Linked DNA regions of Sus scrofa: region 1 is linked to region 2. A link is a contact called in public Hi-C data. All regions are on one chromosome and are shown on one strand. The core of a region is the stretch at or near the end of the contact, and the rest is flanking DNA. Distances in the headings are between cores, read along the strand shown. Region 1 has its middle 210 kb from the start of TNP1. Region 2 has its middle 51 kb from the start of TNP1.

What was found. Hi-C and Micro-C count contacts between places; a contact is called where the count stands out from the background.
Region 1: a Hi-C map of liver shows a contact between it and region 2, with 16 times the contacts expected there. The contact joins two enhancer-like sites. A contact is called at or near these places in 2 of 47 Hi-C or Micro-C datasets (epiblast stem cells and liver).

The regions. Positions count from the first base shown.
Region 1 is chr15:119,243,810-119,248,844 of Sscrofa11.1, forward strand. No RefSeq gene overlaps it. Among named protein-coding and RNA genes, the nearest start is that of TNP1, 210 kb to the left of the region's middle. Within about 2 kb of position 1,937, at least 8 of the 83 cell types and tissues checked have an H3K27ac peak or open chromatin away from gene starts, as enhancers often do. A contact at or near this core is called in liver, where this site is marked.
Region 2 is chr15:118,984,368-118,989,315 of Sscrofa11.1, forward strand. No RefSeq gene overlaps it. Among named protein-coding and RNA genes, the nearest start is that of TNP1, 51 kb to the right of the region's middle. Within about 2 kb of position 1,819, at least 9 of the 83 cell types and tissues checked have an H3K27ac peak or open chromatin away from gene starts, as enhancers often do. A contact at or near this core is called in liver, where this site is marked.

The DNA of each region.
Region 1 (5,035 bases), core at 687-3,186, 260 kb after region 2:
GGAAGTGTAGAGAAGGAGCCATTTGCCTGCAGGGCAGCCCAGGGAGCAGGAGCTGGTATTTGGGGATGCCTTAAGATCTTTGAAAGGGAAGATTATTTAGGAATCCCTGACCCCCTTTTTATCCTGGAAGGGAAGTTTCACTCAAGGCCGGTGAACCCTAAGGACCCTTGGGAATTGCCCCCCGAACTCTGACGAGCCCTGGAGGAGGACAGGCTACAGAACTGGTCTGGTCCCTTGGGCCTGCAGCTGGGGCCCACCTGCCAGTGCTTCCTTCTCAGAGTAACTGCTGTGAGAGGAATTTCCCATTCATGAAAGGAAGTCCAATTCTCTTGTCGGATGTCAGCGTAACTGACATGCGTTAAAGGTCTGTTGCATCAGTTCTTTTAAATAGAAATTAAACAATTGTCTGAGGGAACCAGAGTCATCCGGAGCACAGGCTTCCCTCAACTTGGCACCTGGGAGAGGCTGGGAAAAGAAGAACAAGGAGGGGCTGAGGAGAGGGACCACGACTTCAGGAAACTGAGCAGAACACCCTGAACCGTGAAAGCACTTGCGTCAGCAGAAGGAGGGGGGGAATTCCGAGAGTGCCTCAGTGAGACCAGGCGAATACCAGGCAAATACCAGACTTTGCCCATCACCTGCAGGAGGGCTGCCCCTCCCTCCGTGGGCCTCGCTCTTCCTTCATCCTCTCTCTTCCTCTCATTCTGCTTCTCTTTCCTCTTCATTCCCTCTCCCTCTGCTTCCCTTCTCTCTCGCTCTCATCTTCATTCTCCCCCAGCACCTGTTCTAACCTATTCTCTTTCACATTATCCTTTGGAAGGGTCTTGATCTGGAGTATGACCACCTGGATTTAAATTTCAGCTCCACCACGTTATTAGCTCTTGGTCTTGGAAAAGTTTCCTGAGGGTCAGTGTTTCTCCTCTGAAAATGAAGATAATCATCTCCAGCTCAGGGTATTGAGTGTGTTGGAAGGAATCAAACAGATAACACTTATAAGCTGTGAACCACAGTGTGCCAATCCACAATAGATGTTTGACTGATGAATGAGGACAGGGAAGGGTAGCATGGCCTTTGAAACCCAAAAAGCATTTGCCACAACGTCGCCAAATTCCATGAGGGAGCAAGGGATGTTGTCTCCATTTTACAGATGAAGAAACTGAGGCTCAAAGAGGTTAAGCACCCTGGACAGGTACTTTATAGAAAATCTTTTTTTTTTTTTAAATAAATAAATTCCATCCTTGATATCACCAGCTAAGTTGCTTGGAGAAACATATACACATTAGTTTCTATTCTGCTTCCCTGATTTCTGTCCCCTCAACACCATTTTCCAAAACTCCAACATTATACAGCTTTAATTACAACCCCAAGTTACGGTAACCAAGATTATCCTCTTCCAACTGCTGTTTGTTCTTGAAGAAGCTAAAACTCAGGGTTCTCACTGGTAAGAAACCTCAGGGAGTGAATGGACTTCCTACCCTGTACTGCTGCCCCTTCCGCCTGGCCTCCCCTTCTCCAGGCTTAACCAGCTGATTTCCCCATCTTTCTCAGAGACTCTCCTTGAACAACCTTTTCATCCTCTTTATGGGTTCTGCCTCATTTTATTTATTTTTAAAAATTTTAAAATCTTGATGAAATCTTGCACTGTTTATATTGTTGCACAACCAATGAAAGCGTTAGTCACAATTTATGCAGCTGATTGCATGTAACTGAATTCTATGGTGTTTATTACTGTTAAGTACCCTCTCCCAGAAACTGGAGAGATGCGCCATTCGCCATGACACACACATCCTCCACCCTGTTCTTTTCCTGTGTAGCCCAAACCACAATTTGTAACTGAGTGTTTACTTTGTGTTTAATGTTTATCTCTTCTCCCAGGCTCTAAGGCACTGTGAGGGCAGGGATCACATCTGTTTTGTTCCCCCAGCTTGAGTTGTATAGCCAGCATCTTATACTCAATAACTCAATCGCCTCAACTCTGGCTGCACATTAAATCACCCAAGGAGTTAATGAATAAACAAAAATTTACTGATGCTTGTCCAGAACTTCTGAACTAATCAGCCTGGGTGGCACCTGGGCATCTGTAATTTTAAAGGTCTTGATTCTTGCTCAAGTGGAATCGTTGATTCTAGGCACAGTGACTTGCTCTTCTCTACATTCTTGTCTACCTAACTCTTCTACTGGCACTGGTTTCCGTTCCCCTATTGCTGGCTCTGCCAGATCCCTCACACGTCCGCTTTGGCCTGACACGTTCCTTGGACCCACCCTAACACATTCCTCCTTTGCTTTAAACCGCTGTTTATGGCTTGCTACCTCCAGGACTCAGCTCCTGATGAAAACTGTCCAGGCTCTAGGTCTCCTGTTTCATTCTAGTCCTGGCCCTTCTCCTTAAATTTTTGTTTAATATTTTCCACAAGCACGTGCTTCTGTTGGCAGTTTCCTAAGTGCGATTGATCTGGACCTGCGAGTTCCTTGACCTTTGCTGTGATCCAGATGCTAAGGTGGCAGGAACTGCCTCCATTCCCACAGTTTGAACTTTGTGACTTGAAAGGGAGTTAAGAGGAGACTCTGCTCAAACATCAATGTGAGACTACAGACAGGAGGATATGGGGCAGCGTGGATATCTGGCCTATTACAAATACCCAAGGGGAGACTGCATGTAGGCAAGAGATAAGTCTTCCTGGCCTCTTCCTGGCTTTGTGTATTTAAACAACTAGCTTTGTCCTGCCACCCAGGAAGACACACCCAGTTTAAAAGATGGATGCTCTGGGGGCAAACCCAGCTTAGGGTAAGGAAACACCTTCCAGTTTTCAGAGCTGTCCTATAAATCAGTGAGGGTTTCCCCAGAACCAGCCATCTGCATACCAATCTCTTGGTTTTTTGCCACATTTCTGCCCTGCCTATACTATTATTTAGCTAATAGTTTTTTTTTTTTTTTTTTTTTTGGCTACACCCATGGAATATGTAAGTTCCCAGGCCAGGGATCAAATCTGAGTTATGCTGTGGCAAGGCTGGATCCTTAACCCCCTGTGTCAGGCCAAGGATTGCACCTGCACCTATCAGTAACCCAAGCTGTCACAAAGATAACACCAGATCCTTAACCCACTGTGCCACAACAGGAACTCCTTTAAAATTTTAACCAAACTGTTTTGTTTTATTTAGTCTTGTCTTTAAATAAATACCTATGAAATTATAAGTTTGATGTGTAAGTGTTGATACACACATAGACATAAGGTAATATACACATACCTTTTTTCCCCCTGAATGCACAGAAGATTATACTCAAGTAAGGATGCTGGTGGGACTTGGTGGGAAATATGGTGCTTGTCTTTAGTCCCATCACAAACCTAGGCCAGTGCGATAAGGTCAGATGAATGGATTTCTAGCTTTGGGGAGGCTCCTCAGTTTCTCTGAACCTCACTGTACCCATCTCATGGGCTCTCGGGTGGAAGAAAGAAATGCACATGCATGTAGCTTGCATCTATCATTACCCAGACCACTCAGAGCCCTTGCTGTTCCTCACTTTCTATCTCACATTAGGAAAGGGACAGGTGGTCCCTGCACAGGAAGGGCACATTTCTGGAGCAGGATCTGGTGGGAGAATAGGGGGTTGAGAGCAGGGATTACACACCAGCCTCCCACCTTAGGCTCTTGGTTATGTTTCATTTCTTTTGCGGCACTTTTATGCACAATGTGGTATATGGAGCGACTGGCCAGTGGGGACCTGCTGGATAGCACAGGGAACTCTACCCAATATCCAGTGACAATCTTTATGGGAAAAGAATCTGAAGAAGAATGGATGTGTGTATATGTATAACTCAGTCACTTTGTTGTACATCAGAAATTAACACAGTATTGTAAATTAACTGTGCTTCAATAAAACTTAAAATATATATATATAAAACTCTCAGAAAGTGAGCAAATGCCCACAGCCTGGGTTTGCCCCTTCCTGCTCACTGCCCTCCTCTTTCCTGCGTCTTTATGGGAACTGATCCCTCCTGGACATTCCTTCCCTATGATCTGTGATGTGTGTGATGTTTCTGTGTGTTGTGAGTGTGTGTGGTATGTGTGGCCTGTGTGTGTGGAGTGTGAGTGGTGTGTATAATATGTGTGTGTACACAGTAGGTGTGTGGATGTGTATGGCATGTGTGGTATGTGTGGTCTGTGTGTATGGAGTGTGTGTGTGATGTATGGTATGTGTGTGTGCCGTGTGCGGTGTGTGTGTGGTGTGTGCGGTCTGTGCATATGGCAGGCATGTTGTGCAGTGTGTATAGTATGTGTGTGTGTACACAGTAGGTGTGTGGTGTTTGTGGTAGGGGTGTGTGGTACATGGTATTTGTGCCTACGTGTGCATGTGTATGTGTGCGTGTGCATGGGAGGAGTGTGTGGTATGTGCACGTAGGGGATGTTGTGTGGCATGTACATAGCGATTCTAGGAGTAAAATCCCCTGAAGGTAGAGCTTTGGCCACTTCTGGGGCCTCTGGCCTTCCTTAGTCTTTCCAGCCCATTCTCCTTCCCCTGTCCCTCCCTCCCTGGGAGGGCTGTCTTTCTGCTTTCAGCCCTGAATCAAGATCTGCTTTCCGAAGGCCCTTTCTGTTGCTGGAGCAGTGCCTCTCCTGAAGCCCAGCCCTCCCTCTCTTTCTGAAGTCCCTCAGCCGCTGGGCAGGGTGTCAGAATTTCACTTTGATCTGTCGTTCCCTGGAACCAGAATCACTTAATCTCATCAAGAGGAAAGTCAGAAAGTGTGCTGTTTACCTAATAACAATGAACTCCTGACACTTAGCTCTGAACAGCTGCATGTACACACACAAAATTGTTTAACCCAAATACAAGGCTGTTTCCCTAGGGGTCCCCCAGGTCAGAAGCATGCTTTAGGGCATCAGCAGTGCCAGGCACGGGGAGCAATTTTCCAGGGCTTTCACATGAGCTTAATAATTCCTCCACCACAGTGACCAGGGTGCTGGCTAACCACAGGTTTCCATCCAAACTTTCTCCAAACTAGGCCCTGACTTGTCACTTTCCCTCCTGGGGTGCTAT
Region 2 (4,948 bases), core at 569-3,068:
GCAAGGGTGACCTTGCTGAATCCGGGAGGGTGGGGTGGGGGTGGGAATAGAATCTTCAAACTCTGTATTGGACCTATTTCTGTGTTCTCTTAAACCCTGTCCCCATGGGGTGGCTTTCTACAGCATTAAGGGAGGTGAGAGAGGAGTTGTGCATGTTTTATGGGCTTGTTTTCATCCCTGTTTATCTTTGCCATCACAGAAACAGGAAAGAACATGTGCTAAAGCTCTGGGGGAGGCAGAAGTTCTAGATTCTGCATCTTTCGGGCCAGAGCCCTTCTCATTTTGCCCCCATCCTGAGGTCAGCCTCCCCTCTGAGGTCAGCCTTGTTTTCTCTCCCACCTGGATCCTCTCAGGCCTCCAGGCAGAGGCGGGGCCCTTCCTCCATTCAGCCCATCCAGACTCCCTGCAAGGTGGTGGGGTAGTGCTTTCTCCCTGCCAGTGTCTCATGATGCTGGGAAGTCTTCAAACCAGCCTCATCCCATTTGACCCGCCCCTTCGATTCCGCATCCCCATCCTTTTGTGGGCAGGGTCCCTCCACCTCCACCCGCCCATCTTCCTTTCTTCTCTCCCATTCTTGTCCCTCTAGCAGCGTCCTCTGACTGACCTCAGCCCCAGGGGCCCCTCTGAAGCAGGTACACACGGTGTTCTGGTTCTCGATGTTCACACCTCTCAACTAGGAGATTTGAAGATGGTTGACATGTTCTCCCTTTTGGTGTCCTGTTCCCCTGCCATTTGGCTTATCCTCCAGCCAGCCCATCACTGACATGACCTGGGACACTCAGGGCTGCCTGCCAAACAGCTCTTTTGCTGTCCCTGCCTGCCCCTCCTAGGCTGGCAACCTTGGTATGGGTGGGGACGGAGCTCATGAGGTTGGCTAAGTTTGTTCAACAGCTGCCTCAGAACGGAAAAGGTGAGCGTGGGGGTCTGGGGTATGGGAAAAACAGCAAAAACCAAGGCGTTTAGGCTAAGAGAGTTCTGAGTTCAAGTCCACACATGGCCAGTGACCAATTTCCTCATCATGTAAAATGGGGATGATGAGGGGGTTCGTTAGTGGCCTAGTGATTAGGACATGGTGCTTTCACTGCCATGGTCAGGGTTCAATCTCTGGTCTGGGAACTGATAACCCACCTCAAGCCAAGGAGGCAAAGGAAAAAAGAAAAAAAAAAGATGGTGATACTTCACATTTCTTGGAGTGGACGTCAGGGTCAGAGGAAATAATGAAAAGGAAGATGCTTAGGAAACATTTTCCTTCGTGACCCTGATGTTGGCAATATTTGCTGCCTGCATGAATAAATGGCAGGAGGAGGGAAGGGTGAAGGAAGAAGGGTAGGAGAGAAGGAGGAAGGAGGGAGGGAGAGAGGGAAAGAGGAAATAAAGAGGAGAATAAAACTTCCAGGAACCTTTGCTTTTTCAAATATCAGAATCTGAAGCCAACTGAACTCAGAAGCTGCTGAGTTTGCAGGTTCTGGCTCCAAGATTTTCCATGTCTCAACTTTGTAATTGGATACTCACTGACAAAGCTTTTCTTTTTCTTTTTTTTCTTCCCCTTGATTGGAGTCTAAGGGAACAGAGAGAGCACTAATTTAACAGCCAGCACATAGCAGTTGATTAATAACTGTTGGTTTGTGTCTGAAGGGCTTCTCCCAAGGGAGGGCTGCCTTACCTTTTCCCTCTGGCCCCCTCGCTCCCGGCCCCAGGCTCATCAGCCCCCCACAGTTCTCAGGCTCCCCCCTCTCCCTCCCTCTACGAAGCCTTTGCCAGATCTGCCCTGGGCCCGAAACACTTTCTGGTGCAGGTCACCTCCTGGACTCTGCCACTTTCCAGTGGAGTGATCTGGTGGGTCACTGAACTCTGGGTTTCAGTTTCCTTATCTGTAAAGAGAAAAACTAGACATAGCCTTTGGCATTTTGGGAAAACTAAGCAAGATCAGGTAAGGAAAAGACCTAGCCCAAGGCCTGGCCTTGCCCAGGCCATGGCAGCTCCTATTCTGGTTCATTAAAGTAGCTTCCTGTCTCTCTCTCCGGGGGAGCTGCCACCTTCCATTCCATTCCTTAGTCTTCTCCTCCAACAAAGACCGGCTTTTGCCAATTTCTTCCCTGTCACCAAAGGTAAGCCTTTCACCTCCTACTCTACCTGCCTGCATCTTTGTTTTACTGCAGGTGGGAAAAGTTACAAAGATTTTAGAACTTGACACAGCCTTATAAGCACACAACTGTATAATATCTTCTTTGTTGGGATAATAGCTACAAGCTCTGTTGGGAGTTACCCTCCTGCTTGAATTTTTTTTTTTTTTAAAGCAAAAACCACATATATTTACTAACCACCAAAGGGTTGATCCTAATTAAAGGAACACTTTGAAATAGTTGCATGTAAAATGCTTGTGATAAAGATAATTGAACACAGCCATGAAAAGAAAAAAAAAAGAAGCGGTACGGAGATTTGAACTGAGCTTACTTATCATCCCACAGCTAATTGTCATCAAACATGATGATGAGATGGTTCTTCTGGTTTTTCATAAATCTGAATGCAGGTGACATTGTTTATAATGCATCCAACAACTAATTTTCCATCTTTTGTTTTTCAGGTCCTTGTATTTTCCTTTCTCATTCCATTCCTGGTGTTGAACCAATGCACCTTTTTTTTTTTTAAAATTATAGTTATTTCACAATGTTGTGCCAACTTCTCCTGTTCAGCAAAGTGACCTATTTACACATATATACACATTTTTTCTCTCATGTCATCCCCACATCATGTTCTGTCCCAAGAGATTGGATGTAGTTCCCTGTGCTATACAGTAGGACTTCATTGCTTATCTATCTATCTATCTATCTATCTATCTATCTATCTATCTATCTATTTTTTTTTTTGCTTTTTAGGGCTGTACCCGTGGTATGTGGAGGTTCCCAGGCTAGGGGTCGGATTGGAGCTACAGCTGCCAGCCTATGCCACAGCCACAGTAATGCCAGATCCGAGTGGCATCTGCAGCCTACACCACAGCTCACGGCAATGCCGGATCCTCAACCCACTGTGCGAGGCCAGGGATGGAACCCGCAACTTCATGGTTCCTAGTCGGATTCGTTTCCGTTGCACCATGATGGGAACTTCTGCTAATCTATTCTGAATGTAATAGTTTGCATCTACCAACCCCAAACTCCCAGTCCATCCCACTCCCTTCCCCTTCCCCCTTGGCAACCACAAGTCTCTATGTCCCTGAGTTTGTTTCTGTTCTGTAGATAGGTTCATTTGTGCCACATATTAAATTCCACATATAAGTGATTTCACATGTTATTTGTCTTGCTCTTTCTGAGTTCACTTTGTATGAGAATCTCTAGTTGCATCCGAATTGCTGCAAATGGCAATATTTTATTCTGTTTTATGGCTGAGTAGTATTCTATTGGGTACATGTACCACATCTTCTTAATGCATTCATCTGTTGGTGGATATTTAGGTTGTTTCCATGTTTTGGCTAAGTGTGAATAGTGCTGCGATGAACATAGGGGTGCACATATATTTTTGAATGAAAGATCTGTCCAGATATAGGCCCAAGAATGGGATTGCTGGATCATAAGGTAGTTCTGTATTCAGTTTTCTGAGGAAACTTCATACAGTTTTCCATAGTGCTTATATCAATTTACCCACCAACAGTGTAAGAGTGTTCCCTTTTCTCCACACCCTCTCCAGCATTTGCTATTTGTAGACTTATTAACGATGGCCATTCTGACCAGTGTGAGTTGGTACCTCATTGTAGTTTTGATTAGCATTTCTCTAGTAATTGGTGGTGCTGAGCATTTTTTTTCATGTGCCTACGCCATTCATATGTCTTCTTTGAAAAAATGTCTATTTGGGTCTTCTGCCCCTTTTTCAATTGTGTTGTTTGTTTGTTTTTGTTAATTTGTATGAGTTGTTCGCATATTTTGGAGAATTGAACCTCTGTTGGTTGCTTATTTTGCAACTATTTTCTTCTATTTCATAGGTTGTCTTTTTATTTTATTTTATTTTTACAGTTTCCTTAGCTGCGCAAAAGCTTATATGTTTGATTAAGTCTCATTTGTTTATTTTTGTTTTTATTTCTATTGCCTTGGGAGACTGACCTAAGAAAACGTTTGTATGGTTGATGTCGGAGAATGTTTTGCCTATGTTCTCTTCTAGGAATTCTATGGTATCTTGTCTTATGTTTATATCTTTAAGCCATTTTGAGTTTATTTTTGTGCATGGTGTGAGGATGTGTTCTAGTTTCATTGATTTACATGCAGCTGTCCAGTTTTGCCAGCACCCCTTGCTGAAGAGACTGTCTTTTCCACATTTTATAGTCTTGCCTTCTGTGTTGAAGATTAATTGACTGTAGGGGTCTGGATTTATTTCTAAGCTCTCTATTCTGTTCCATTGATCCATATGTCTGTTTTTGTACCAGTACCACACTGTCTTGATTACTGCAGGTTTGTAATATTGTCTCAAGTTTGGGAGAGTTCTCTCCTGCTTGTTTTTTTTTTTTTTTTTTTTTACCCTTAAGGATTGCTTTGGCAAGTATGGGTCTTTTTGGTTCCATATAAATTTTTGGATTATTTCTTTGGGTTCTGCAAAAAATGTCACAGGTAATTTGACAGGATGGCATTAAATCTACAGACTGTTTTGGGTAGTAAGACCATCTTAATAATATTAATTCTTCCAATCCAGGAGCATGGGATATATTTTCATTTCTTTGACTCCTCTTTAATTTCCTTGATTAATATTTTATAATTCTCAGCACATAAGTATTTCACCTCCTTAGTCAGGTTTGTTCCTAGGTATTTATTTTTTTGGGGTGCGATTTTAAACAATGCACCATTTGTGAAGTTGCAGATCCAAGTTTTTCTGCCATCAGCTGCCATCTCTTCAACCCTCTTTCCTAGGTTACAAGAAAACTCTGTTGTTTTCAAAATGCTGTCAGTTTTTTGATGAGGCTTTTGTC